Linked DNA regions of Sus scrofa: region 2 is linked to region 1. The links are chromatin contacts, called in public HiChIP or PLAC-seq maps. All regions are on one chromosome and are shown on one strand. Each heading gives the region's core, a stretch centred on a gene start, on an enhancer-like site or on the middle of the called end of the contact. The rest is flanking DNA. Distances are from core to core; before and after follow the strand shown.

Region 1 (7,032 bases), core at 2,452-4,951:
GTCTACATACGGAAAGCAAGAGTACACAGGGAAAGCAGAGTACTGATTTTAGCCTCTTCATTTTTTCTCCTCTATTCACTGCACTGTCCAGCATAGGAGGCACCAGCCACGTGTCCACTGAGCACCTGAAATATTTCTAGTCCAAACTGAGATGTGCTATGTGTAAAATGCACACGAAGTTTCAAAGACTTAGCAATTTTAAAAAATGTAAAATATCCTGTTATGATTTTTTTATATTACATGTTGAAATGGTAACATTTTAGAAACAGTGACTTAAATAAGATACATACAGAGCTATATCTCTCTATATAGATATATCTTGTTAGATATGGCACACCCATAGCATATGGAAGTTCCCAGGCCAAAGATCCAAGCCACAGCTGCAACCTATGACACAACTGCAACAACACTGGATCCTTAACCCACTGAGCTGGGCCAGGATTGAACCCTTAACACCATAGACACAACACAGGATCCTTAACCCACTGTGCCACAGCAGAAACTAAACTGGCTGGCTGCACCTGCGACATACAGAAGTTCCAGGGCCAGGGATCAAACCAGAGCCATACCCGTGACAATGCCATGCAGTTTGGTTGTACGCACCAAAAGTCCAAAGATTTTTTCTTTTTTTATGGCTGCCATTCATGGCATGTGAAAATTCCCAGGCCAGGAATTGAAATCTGAGCTGCAGCTGCAACCTACACTGCACTTGTGGCAAGGCCAAATCATTTAATCCACTCTGCCCAGCTGGGGATCAAAACCTTGCCTTGGAAGCCACCCAAGCAGCTACAGTGGGATTCTTAACCCACTGCACCACACCAGGAACTGATATATATTTAAATACATAGAGACAGATTTTTTTTTTTTTTTTTTTTTTGGCCATACCCCCCTGCATGTGGTAGTTCCCAGGCCAGGGATCAAACTCACAACACAGCAGCAACCCGAGCTACTGCAATGACAATGCAGGACCCTTAACCTACTGCACAAGAGAACTCCAAAATAAATTATTTAAACTACTTTCACCCACTTCTTAGCTTTTACAACGTACCTACTAAATAACTTAAAGTTACACATGAGACTCACATCATTTTACTATTGGACAGCACTGCTCCTTCGTGTGAATAAGTATTGCCAGCAGATAAGAAGACCTGACTGAGAACACCTTCTCTTTTTTTTTTTTTTTTTTTTTTTTCTTTTTAGAGCCGTATCTGTCGCATATGGAGGTTCCCAAGCTAGGGGTCAAATAAGAGCTGTAGCCGTCGGCCTACACCACAGTCACGGCAACTCGAGATCCTAGCTGCGCCTGCCACCTACACCACAGCTCACGGCAATGCCCGATCCTTGACCACCAAGCAAGGCTGGGAATTGAACCTGCATCCTCATGGATACTAATTGGATTCGTTTACGCTGCATCAAGAAGGGAACTCCAGAACACCTCTTGAGTCACACTACCTGCTTTGAAAACTTTCCCACCCCTAAGACTGGACAAATTAACATCTCTATGCCTCAATGTCATCAAATTTAAGTTGGTGTTGACAGTATCTAATGACAGTACCTTTAACTCAAGGAGGACTGAGAGACAAAAGCTACATAAGCAATATCAAGTGGTATTATTCTTTATTAACAAAGTAGAAAAAAGCCTATAGATCAAAGTCAAATTGGTGCTCCCCATTTTGTTTTTTAAGAATTTAAGAATGTAGAGAGAGGACTTTGTTGTTTTTGACTTAATACTAGAGGAGATGAGACTGATGATTAACGTACAGGCTGAAGAAAATCAAGAGTTCTCAAACTGTTTTGTTTTTGTTTTTCCCTTCTTAGGGCCACACCCAGGGCATATGGAGGTTCCCGGGCTAGGGGTCCAATCAGAGCTTCAGCTTCGGGACTACACCACAACCACAGGAACGTGGGATCCCAGCTGCGTCTGCGACCTACACCACAGCTCATGGCAACGTGGGATCCTTAACACACTGAGCGAGGCCAGGGATCCAACCCGCAACCTCATGGTTCCTAGTTGGATTCGTTTCCACTTTGCCAAGACAGGAACTCTTCAAAGCGTTGTGGGGTTTGTTTTCTTTTTTAATAGCTCCCTTTCTCCTTTAAATACAAAAGAATATACACCTGTGGCATGTAAATACATAAATTTATGGCACAGCATTGTTTTTTTGTGGAGAAGTCACCATAACCAAAAAAAATCATGGTCGTTGGCTCAACACAGCTTTATTATAGGCCCGTTTATTTTATTATAGAAACTTTTTATTTAAAGTTCTTACAAAGAACTTCACCTAAACTTTGCTATGTCCTGTTTGCAAAGTGGAGGTAAAGATACTGGTTAAACCACATTTGGGAGTTAATATTACGCTTACTTTTCCCTAATAAAGAATCCAAAGCTGGAGAAAACCAGGTAGCTCTTCAATAAGACATTTCTCCCGGTGATTAAACGCTTATCTGGAAAAAACAAATGTCAGGCCTTTTCCATTCCTATAAATGTAGATAACTCTAACTATCTCGATTAAATTAACTACAACTTGTCCTTACTTCCTAGTTCATCAGGCAAAAAAAAGGCTGTTCCAAGTTTCATTACTTTTATAATACTTCTCATTTTCTTGAGAAGTTATAATACTTTATACCTAAGGACACATTTAAATGTTGAAAAGAAAAAAGTAAAATAACTAAACATAAGTCTAGAAAAGGATGAGCCTCACTACTAAAGAATGTAATACTACTCAAGACAACTTTGAAAGCCCAGTTTAACTCCCAGGGGAAGATGATTCGTCTTCTTTACTAAGACCTCAAACGTCTAACAGGCAGATCTTACTCTCACCTTCTCTGCAACTTCCTAATTCCCTCCCTATGGCCGCAGAAACAGTCTCACTGCCCTTCTCTGGGCCCACTCTTTTTTTTACACGAATTACCTAACAGTCTAACTTGTCTGGGAAGTGCCTAGAAAAGCTGGAGGTTAGGACCACGCTGTCTTGACAACCTCTCCCCTGGCCCCTCCTCCAGCGGCCGCCCGAGAGAAAGAGGGGCCCCAGCCCGACGCCACTCTACCGGCTCCTGGATGTAAACATCGCCGTTCTCTTCCCCACCCGCGCCCAACTTCCCTCTCCCGGCCGCGGTTTTGCAGGAGCTCAGTGAAAAGGGAGACCACATACCCTCGGAAGTGAGGCGAGAGAAGGGCTTAAGCAACTCCGCGAAGCTAAGGTGATTGAGACGAGTGAGCCGCTCGGCTTCGTCGCTGCATAGCGCGGCGACACAGGGTACGAAGGAGTCCGGGATGAGCTCCTGCACCGACTGTACACACTGGGCCATCACCACGGCAGAGGCGGCGGCGTCCGCCTTTCGGCCCACTCAGAGGCTGATCCAGCGGCTGCAGCAGCTACTGCCGCCGCCCGCCAGCCTGGCCCGGCCGGGCGGGGCCCGGCACTAAAGCCTTGAAACCAATAGAAGGAACAGATGCTTCCTCGGTTCCCGGGGCACCAGCCACTGACCCCTCCCCGTCACCGCCGCTCCTCAGCACTCGCCCCGGCGTCCTCGCATTCCACCCAGATAAGTGGAGACGCCGACAATCGCCAGTTAATCCTCCCGACGGCAAAGCCTTGGTCACTGTCCCACCGGTATCGCCATATTGAGGCCGAACCCTGACCCACCGGCGTACTTATCCCATCAGCCCCCGCGCTCGCCCCTCACGTGACAGTGTCAAAGGAGGCGATAGGGGCGGAGAAAGAGAGCGGGGAGAGGGAAGTAAAAGAGCGACCGAGGCCTGTAGGGAGGCCGGCGCCGGAAGTGGGACGGGTGGGTCCCTTACTAGGCAGGGCTAGGGCGGGGACTACGAGTGCAGTGGGCGGGGCTAGGCAGACAGGCACGCAGCGTTAGGTCTGGCTTGGCAAAGCCGCTCCATGTGCGACCGGGAGTCAGTAGGTAGACGCTTGTGATCCGTGATGATACAGTGGTGGAGGCGCTCGTAAGCCTTCCACGCCCAGGGGGCCTCCCCTGGAAACAGTGGGCAAGTGATGTGGCTGTTCGCGCTGCTTCCTGCCCATTGGCCCCGCCCTTCCCACGCTCATAGTGGAGCGACTAGGGGCACCTGCTCAGGGAAGAGGTCCCCATGTCCTCCCAGTTCTTGGGGGTTTCTCTGGATCCGGCCTGAAGAGGCCGACGTATCTTTTGAACACAGCCATGCTTTTTAGAAAGCATTTAGAAAAGGTTACCACGAATGGGGACTCAAGCAGTGAGCAGAAATGTGTGCTGTTGTGGGCGCTGCAGTTAACCCGAGTGTAAGAGAAACTCCTGCGCTACTGCAGTCTTGCTGGTCTCAGAGAACGTGTGTGCCTGGGGACATCCGACCTGATCCTCCGCAGCAGCTTCCTTTTTACACTCTACTGAAATACTACTTTGTAGTGATGAAAGTGGAAAGCCAGTAATTACGTGCCAAGCGAAAGCTTGACTGGCTTCTTGCTAGCTTTCATTTTTATAGATTTTTTTTCCCTCAAAATATGTATAAGTGATTGAAAGGAAGTTTACTATATCATTCAACTGATTGGATTCCTTCAGAACTATATGCTAAAAATATAAGGCAAGGAAAAATGGAACTCTGTCATGGTTTTATGGCTCTTGATTTAAAGGACGCTTCCCCAACAACTATATCACAGATTGTCGGATTTTTTGGCACCCTGAATATTCTACCATGGTAAGAATTTATGGCAGATAAGTATGCCTTTTTCCTATAAATCAAAAAATGGGATGTAGGAAAGGACAGTAGGATATACTGACATGACACCTTAGCCACAGATCAGTCTACAAAAGATAACATGTGCAAGTTGAAGATCTGGAAAATCAGTCCCTTAAAACTTATCTGTGCCTGAGGACCTCTTGGAAATTCTTTTCTTATCCCCCGGGGTATACATATTCCCTTTTGAATACTTCAGATATATCCCTTACCTTTTTTATTTTTTATTTTTATTTATTTATTTATTTATTTTTTAATTTTTTTGGCCTGGGCCCTGGGCCAGGGGTGGAACTCACACAACAGTAGCAACCCAAGCCACTGAAGTAACAACACCAGATCCTTAACCCAATGTGCCACAAGGGAACTCCATCCCTTACCCTTTCTAATGTGAGAATCTCCTGCAACAGAGTATAACTCAAGTTATAAGATATATTTTTTTGGTAACAGGGTTCCCCAATGCAAGCATACTACTTTGTTTATTATGCAACTCAAAACTTAAAAAGGCAATGTATTTTTTACAGTGAATGTAAAACTAGCTATATTAGACTCTTTGAGAAAGACTCTCCAAGGGTAATTTAGCCTGAATGGATTTTTGGAGATATAATTCACGTACCATAAAATTCGCTCCTTTAAAATGTACAGTTCAGTGGTTTTAAGTTTATTCAGAAAGTTGCACAACCATTACTACTAGTTCCAGAACATTTTCATCACCCCAAAAAGAAGACTGGTGCATACGAACAGTCACTCTTCATCCTAATACCCCTTCTAGGCCCTGACAATCACTAATCTACTTTCTATCTCTATGGATTTACCTATTCTGGACATTTCATATAAATAAGAATCATTCAATATGTGACCTTTGTGTCTGATTTCCTTCACTTAGCATCATGTTCATAGTTTATCCATATCATAGCATGAATCAGTACTTCATTCCTTTTTACAACTGAGCCTAAATGAATTTTTGTCCTATGCATTGACTTTACCATCTCACACCACATCTATACAGTGTTTCCAATGAATGACTTCCCTGTAAAAATCCATTTCTTTCCTAATCTATCCTAAATGATCTAAAGTGTTCATCTTCTGAAGTGTCCTCCCCTAGGAGTTCCCGTCGTGGCACAGTGGTTAACGAATCTGACTAGGAACTATGAGGTTGTGGGTTCAATCCCTGGCCTTGCTCAGTGGGTTAAGGATCTGGCATTGCCGTGAGCTGTGGTGTAGGTCGCAGACTCTGCTCAGATCCCGCGTTTCTGTGGCTGTGGCGTAGGCTGGCGGCTACAGCTCCGATTCGACCCCTAGCCTGGGAACCTCCATATGCCTCAGGAGCGTCCCTAAAAGACAAAAAGACAAATAAATAAATAAAGTGTCCTCCCCTAAAGATTAAACTGGAATCACTGCCACATTTGCTTTGCAGCCTACAGGAATGGGGAAAGAGAATGAAAAAGTATGTGACTAATGGTTTAAGATCAGATTGTAGAAATAGCATTCAACAATTTCAATCACATTCCACTGCCCCCCCCCAAGTCTCATGGTCACAGCTATCTCCTAAGGAGACTGGAAAATATAGGCTTGAGAGTTCTGTTGCTAAACAAAGAGGAGAATGAATACGAGATGACCGTCAAGAGTCTCCACCCTGCTTTTTTAGGAATGAGATACCCTGCAGGATAATTTTACCTAGGGTCTAAGATATCACATCTCTCATTTCTCTGACTCCTCTGGACATTGACCTTTTTTGCATCACATGTCCTTTCAACCATTTACTCTGTCCAGGAAAAATGAAGTGCTATGATTGGCCAGGCCTTGGCCTTGTGCCCACCCTCAAGGCCAAGAGGACAGGGCCTGTCACTAAAAGAGAGGAAGCTTGCTGGACAAAATAATAACAATAACACAAGCAAATAAGAACCTATTTTCCAAGTAGTAAAGATGAGCCCCAGCTTCCTTCTCTCCCCAGAATCAAAGAATCCTGTAAAATGTATGCTATGCCAATAGCCTTATACTTTGAAACACTGTGTTACCAAATGATCATGGTTTTTTTTATTTTGCATGTATGACATTGCCAGTCTCTTCTGCTGTCTGGTGTGGTCAAATTTAAAGAACACAGACACGGAAATCAGAGGTGCCTCGCATTCTTTATCTGTAAGTTTATGAACTTGGAACTAAGATTTCCGGTATTCATTTTAATTTAATGTGAAGATCTGAGAGTCTGCTCTTATTTCCATTATTATTAAATTTTACTGTGTTAACAGTAGATGGTGCTATTGGGTATTGGCTGCAAAAGCAAAAAAACAAAACAAAACAAAACATAA
Region 2 (7,032 bases), core at 3,282-5,781, 140 kb after region 1:
GGGGTCCAATTGGAGCTACAGCTGCCGACCTACACCACAGCCACAGCAACGCTGAATCCTCAACCCACTGAGCAAGGCCAGGAATCGAACCTGCAACCTCAGGGTTCCTAGTCAGGTTCATTTCCGTTGCATCATAACGGGAACTCAAAGGCAACCACTTTTACTAGCAAAACAGTCTCTTAAGTTTTCACAGTAAGACAAAGCCAGGCTTTGTCAAGAAAGAAATTAATTTTCTAAATTCATTTATCCCCCCCTTTAGTATATTAATTACCTGGCCTAGGAGACTTAACTGAAGTGTTTTACTTATGGAGGACCAGTCAGTTGTAAATGGCAAGGGGAAAGGTCTAGTCTTTCCAGGGCAAGGGATTATATACTTGGAAAAGGGAGAGTAGGAGAAAGGTGTGTTATAGGAGTTACTGTCGTGGCTCAGTGGTAATGAACCTGACTAGTATCCATGAGGACACAGGTTCAATCTCTGGCCTCACAAAGTGGGTTAAAGGATCCGGCATTGCGGTGAGCTGAGCCGTAGGTCACAGACATGGCTCAGATCCCTTGTTGCTGTGGCTGTGGTATAGACTGGTAGCTGTAGCTCTGATTTGACCCCTATACTGGGAACTTCCATTTGACATGGATGCAGCCCTAAAAAGACCAAAAAAACAACAAAAAAAACAAACAAAACAAAAAAAAAGTGTGTTATAGGCAAGTTGAGAGGAGAGCTGAGGGCTGGGGAGGTGAAAGCACATTGCCTCATAGGTTGTGCAGAACCAACAAATTCAGTGACATTGAATGTTTGGAAGGGAGTTCCCTGGTTGCCTAGCAGTTAAGGATCTAGCATTGTCATTTCTGTGGCTTGAGTTTGATCCCTGGCCCAAGAAGTTCTGCATGCTGTGGGTACTAGGAAAAAAGTTTGGAGGGAACAAGTTTCCTTCTAGAGTGACAGACTGGAGGGCCCCAGAGAAGCTGTGGACTATGGCTGTGTTGAGAGCACCAGAGGCCTGCTGTGTTGAGGGTCAAGGAACTGGAAGATGACTGTGGTAGATGGCTCAACCAGGGCATAGGACAGGGCCTTGATCCAGCTAAGACAGGCCAGGGTAGCCCTCACTAGCAGGTACCAAGACTCAGAAGAATGCCCAGGACTCATTGCATTTCAGAGGGCACCCAAAAAAATCCTCTGCAGAAAAGTTCAGCAAGAAATCAAAGGAGGGAGTTCCCGTCATGGCTCAGTGGTTAAGGAATCTGACTAGGAAGCATGAGGTTGCGGTTCGGATCCCTTGCCTTGCTCAGTGGGTTAAGGATCTGGCGTTGCTGTGAGGTGTGTTATAGGTCTCAGATTCGGCTCGGATCTGGTGTGGCTGGGGCTCTGGCGTAGGCCGGTGGCTACAGCTCCGATTAGACCCTTAGCCTGGGAACCTCCATATGCCTCGGGTGCAGCCTTAGAGAAAGGCAAAAAAAAAGAGAATTCAAAGGAGGGAGTTCTCATTGTGGTTCAGTGGTTAACGAATCCGACTAGGAACCATGAGGTTGTGGGTTTGATCCCTGGCCTTGCTGAGTGGGTTAAGGATCCGGCATTGCTGTGAGCTGTGGTGTAGGTTGCAGACGTGGCTTGGATCCCGCATTGTTGTGGCCTGCGTTGTTGTGGCTGTGGCATAGGCTGGCAGCTACAGCTCCGACTGGACCCCAGCCTGGGAACCTCCATATGCCTCGGGTGTGGCTCTAAAAAGACAAAAGACAAAAAAAAAAAAAATTCAAAGGAGACCTTGTAGATCTCAGGACCAAGATTCACCAGTAGAGTCTCAAGTTCAGGTCAGCTATGCCTTGTCTTTCCTCTTATCCTCACAGATACCATTTTGAAGGGAGCTGACAGAGATGGACTATTGAGATTATTTTAACCTAAACTTAAGGGAAATGTTTAAATTATTGCAACAGACTAAGTTTATAAAATTAGTGCAACATTTAGGGTTTTTCCCCTACTGCCCAAAGGCTAAGGAAGTTTTATTTACATAGCTGAATGCATTTTAAGTAAATCTGTGACACTGCCATAAAAATATCAAGCAGTTTTTCATATGAAATGCTGCCAAGAGGGAATATTGTGTCTTTTGGCATTTATAGTTTATTTTTCTAAGCTTAACTCTCAGAGGGTAACTATGTTTTCCTTATATCCACAGTTTTGATAGATTTCCGCTATATGCTTACATGTACGCCAAATGACTTATTTGAGTCATAGATTACATGAGGAAGGAGTACAAACATGTTTGTAATGTTTGCATTACAGAGAAAGAAGGAAGAAAATGAAATTAAAGTCACAGAATTAAGGTTCTGGTTAAGGATTCTCGGTGAGTAAAGAGAAACATTCTATTGGGTAGAAAATAAACTTCACTTCCTAAAGTGGTCAAAATAAATAAAATATGCTTGGGAGATTATCAGAAATGTGGGGAGTTCCCATCTTGGCACAGAGGAAACGAATCTGACTAGGAACCATGAGGTTTCGGGTTCGATCCCTGGCCTCACTCAGTGGGTTGTGGATCCAGCGTTGCTGTGAGCTGTGGTGTAGTTCGAAGACGTGGCTCCGATCTGGTGTTGTGGCTCTGGCGTAGGCCGTCAGCAAGAGCTCTGATTAGACCCCTAGCCTGGGAACCTCCATGTGCCACAGGTGTGGCCCTAAAAAGACAAAAGACCAAAAAAAAAAAAAAATGTGAAAGCTGGGAGTTCCCTGGTGGCTCAGCAGGTTAAGGATTTGGCATTGTCACTGCTGTGGCATAGGTTTGATCCCCGGCTGGGGAACATCCACATGCCACCTACTGCTATTAGATACCTCTCTCATCCAGTGTTCCTCCTCCCAAGAAATCTGAAGCTAAAGTTAGCCTTCCTGCTTTGCTTCTGATTTTGCTAGGGAGAAAAGGGGGAAAAATACAAAATATTTTAGTTTGGTTTTGGAGGGAACTTGCTATTTATTGGACAAATAATTCAGTATTATCCTAGGAAATGTCTTTTTAAGGTGGACATCAGGATCCATTTCCCACTTTCCTGTAGAGCAGAAATTGACAGAACATTGTAAGTCGACTATAACAAAAACAAAGTCCAATTCCTCCATAAGGTTTCTCTAAGTCCATACAAATCCAATCGCTCTTCTTCCTTTCCTCATTATAGTCACTGTCAATGAAAAATGTAGTATTTTACTAAATACGATTTTTTTGTCCTTTCGTTTTTATAGACATCCAAGAGTCTAAATGAATTCAGAGTAAAGTTCATGACACCTGCATAATATCTAACATAATGCCAAGGACAACGTAGACAATAAAGGACAGAATTGAATTAACTAGGCGTTTCAATGGCTTCTACTGATGATTCATTTAGTCCTCAGTGGAAAGTTTTAACAAATTATGGTAATGAAAACTTTTTCTTTTCAGAAGAGATATGAGGATGATTTATGATGTTCCATTTCTTTAGCTCCGTTCATAAGGTTGTGACCTCATCTTACAGACTTATCATCTGTATGTATCTGGAAATTAAGGACCCATTAAGAAATTTAAATTAGCGAATAACGGTGAAATGCCTAGATCCATACTTCTACTTAATTTTTCTTCAAAGCTGTAAACAAAAACCAAAAAACAAAGATGTTAGTGGAAAACCGCATCTACGACTGTAACCTGTCAGGCACACTGTATTAAAGGCAAAAGTTGAAACCCTCTCAAAGGGGGCTTATTTTAAAATTTTTCCTTTCTAGGAGTTCCCTCATGGCGTAGTGGGTTAACGAATCCGACTAGGAACCATGAGGTTGTGGGTTCGATCCCTGGCCTTGATCAGTGGGTTAAGGATCTAGCTTTGCCGAGGTGTGGTGTAGATTGCAGACGCTGCTCGGATCCCGCGTTGCTGTGACTCTGGTGTAGGCCGGTGGCAACAGCTCCGATTAGACCCCTAGCCTGGGAACCTCCATATGCGCCGGGAGAGGCCCTAAAAAAGGCAAAAAGATTTTTTAAAAAATTCTCCTTTCTAAAGGATTAAAATCCTATAACGGATTTTAAATAACCCAACCTGACATGATCAAAACATTCTGGCAACAGAAAACAGTAAGGACCAGATCTTTAACATAAGATATTTTTTCAGGGAAAAATCCTGAAAAACCCAATATATTTGATAGGCGTTGTGAGAAATAGGATCCCTCCAGTGGGGAGGCTGGGGGTACAGGTGAGCATCCTGCTGTTTATGTCGCAAGCTGCCTCAGGGGGCACGCGGCGGTTGCTATGGAGGCCGCCCCCCCCCCAGTCCCCGCGCTCGCTGCTCCCTTCTGTTCGGTGACCTGCTGGGCAGGCTGCAGGCAGCGCGATGCCGCGGGAGAGTTGCTGGAGGGGGCGGTGGGACCCCGGTACACCATGAGCCTCGGGCCCGGCCCCGTGTCGGGCCGATGAGCGCTGCGCACTCCCCCGCCACTCCCCTCCCGGCCTCGGCTGCGAAAAAGGCAGCGGCTGGACAAAAAGCCCGAGGACGCCGCCGGGTTTCCCTACCAACACTCGCTAGGGAACCTGCATCACCAGCCGCCAGACTGCGGGGCTCTTAAGTACGGACTCTTAAGTGAGCGTCCACTCAATCTGAACGCAGGGGCGGGAGGGGAGGGGGCGGGGCGGGGCCGGGCCGGGCGGGGGAGGGGACGGGGGCTGGCTAGGACGGGGGCGGGGCGGGGCGCCGCTGAAAAGGGTAGGTAACCTGGTGAGGAGCAGGCGGCTGCGCGGGCGGGGGGCGGGGGGCTCGGGGTGGGGGTGGGGAAAAGGAACTGAGAAGTCAGGGAAAGGGAGGCCGGACGCGCAGAAGAGGGCTGAGGGCGGAGTCGCAGCTACGGCGTGGAGACAGGTAACGGAGTGGCCTGAGGGGGGCGGGGGAATGGCCGCGGGCTGGGGACGCCCTTCCCGGGCGAGAGGGGCGGCTCCTGGCTCCGGTGGAAGCAGCCGTGAGGCCGGCCAATCGCCGGCCTCTCATCTGCGGCCTCTTACCCGGCGCGCGTTCCCGGCCTGCCCCTGAGCCAGGAGCGGCCCTGGGCTCGACCCTCGCCTGGCGCGTGCGGCCATAGGGTCTCGGCGTTCGGCCCCGCCCTGTCTCGACCCCGCCTCGGCCCGCCCCCTTCCTGACTCGAGACGCTTCCTGACGCGATTCCCCGCCCCCTCTGGGTCGCGCAGGGAGTCGGGCCCCGGGCCGCCACCGCCACCTCGGCCGCTGCCGCCGCCATCGCTTTCATCCCCATCCCCCGCCATGGCCGAGGAGCTCTCTGCGGCCACGTCCTACACCGAAGATGATTTCTACTGCCCTGTCTGTCAGGAGGTGCTCAAAACGCCCGTGCGGACCGCGGCCTGTCAGCACGTGTGAGTAGACGGCCCCTCCCCCGCGCCGAACCGGGTGGTCGTTTAGGCCCCGCATCCAGCCCCGGACCCTGGGCTGCGGCCTGGCGGGACGCGAGCCCGCAGGCGGCCTCCCGGAGTGCCGCTAGGCGCTGAGGGCCCGTTCCCAGCCAGTCGGAGCCCCGGGCCGCCCTCCCTCTGAACTCGCGGCCCGGTGCCTGCGCCCGGCCCCTCCGCCCGAGCTCGCGGGCCCCAGGGCTCCTCCGTCCTCGCGCCCCCGGGGCAGTGCCCAGGCCGGTCCCCGTGGCGTTTTCGGGCCCCGAGGCCCCTCTCCTCTCCGGCAGCCCCGGGAAGGGGTGCAGGGAACAGGGAGCCTTTTTGTTTCCTAGCAACCTGAGTGAAGGCTGGGGTGTCGAGTGTCAAAACCCGCTGGATGTGCCCGCACAGCCCGCTTCGCGACCGGCCCCGCTTTCAAGTTTCACTTTTCAAGAACCTTGGCCCATTCTTTTCTGATCCATGAGGTCTCATCTAACTTAACCTCTCGGCCCTGCTTCACAGACCACCCTTGAATGTGTTTCAATGCGTTCACCATTCAGTACTAGTTGGAATGAGCTAGAATGGGTTTGCCTCCTTCATTTGTTAGAACTCACAGGATTTCCGGGTATTGGAGTGATAGTTTTCCTTTGTTTTACTCCTCTGCTTATTACTTGGTTACTACAAAGGTGAAGACGGCTGTTGTGAGGAATGAACTGAAATTAATGCAGTAACCCCAGAGGTGATGGGAACACAAAGGGATTCAGTAAGGTGGCCTGGTGCTGTTCGATTTGGCACATTTATAGAACTTTGATAATTTTATAGACTACTAGGATGTCAGTAAGGGTTGGAAAGAGCCCATCTTGTAAAGGTATATAGCACTTCTGACAAACCTGGCTGCTGATTGGAGTCCCTGGGGAACTTTTTAAGTAAACATACCAATTCCCAGGCTCCATTCCAAACTTATAAAAGAATTTCTGGCGGGTGAGGCCTGGAAATCTCTGTCTGAAAATATACACTCAGGCTTGAAAGTTCTGTGTGTATTCATATAGCTGAAAAGAATCGAACAAGTTTCTAAAATTGGTTTCTCCTTTGACTTTATGAGGGGAGCGGTAGATTATCTAACTTTGTAAAGAATGGATTTCTTTTGTTTTTTCGTTTTTGTTTTTTAGGGTCACACCTGCAGCATATGCAAGTTCCCAGGCTAGGGGTCAAATCAGAGCTGCACCTGCAGGCCTAGCCACAGCCACAGCCATGTGGAATCCCAGCCGCGTCTGCCATCTGCTCCATAGCTCACGGCAACGCCAGATCCTTAACTCACTGAGTGAAGCCAGGAATTGAACCTGCATCGTCATAGATAGTAGTCAGGTTTGTTACCAGCTGAGCCACAATAGCAACTCCAAGAATGGGTTGTTGAATTTGAGGTTCTTAAGCATGGATTTCCATACAGTTGTTTCTTTTTTTTTTTTTCTGCTTTTTAGGGCCAAACCCACAGCATATGGAGGTTCCCAGGCAAGGGGTCCAATCGGAGCTACAGCTACATGCCTAGGCCACAGCCACAGCCACATCAGATCTGAGCCGTATCTGCAGTCTGCACCACAGCTCACGGCAATGTCAGATCCTTAACCCACTGAGCGAGGCCAGGGATCGAACCCAAAACCTCTTGGTTCCT

The links. HiChIP or PLAC-seq counts read pairs in DNA pulled down with a chosen protein or histone mark.
Region 2: an H3K27ac HiChIP or PLAC-seq map of alveolar macrophages shows a contact between it and region 1. The contact joins the promoter of RNF138 here to the promoter of TRAPPC8 in region 1. A contact is called at or near these places in 1 of 5 promoter capture datasets (liver), 18 of 47 Hi-C or Micro-C datasets (adipose tissue, alveolar macrophages, blood and 9 more) and 2 of 2 datasets of contacts at active chromatin or transcription factors (alveolar macrophages and skeletal muscle).

What each region holds. Positions count from the first base shown.
Region 1 is chr6:115,782,967-115,789,998 of Sscrofa11.1, forward strand. It overlaps TRAPPC8 (trafficking protein particle complex subunit 8), which reads right to left and starts at 3,702. Exons shown (of 29, transcript XM_021096212.1): 1 at 3,153-3,702. The coding sequence starts at 3,309.
Region 2 is chr6:115,922,490-115,929,521 of Sscrofa11.1, forward strand. It overlaps RNF138 (E3 ubiquitin-protein ligase RNF138), which reads left to right and starts at 4,532. Exons shown (of 8, transcript XM_005665330.3): 1 at 4,532-4,555; 2 at 5,169-5,351. The coding sequence starts at 5,242.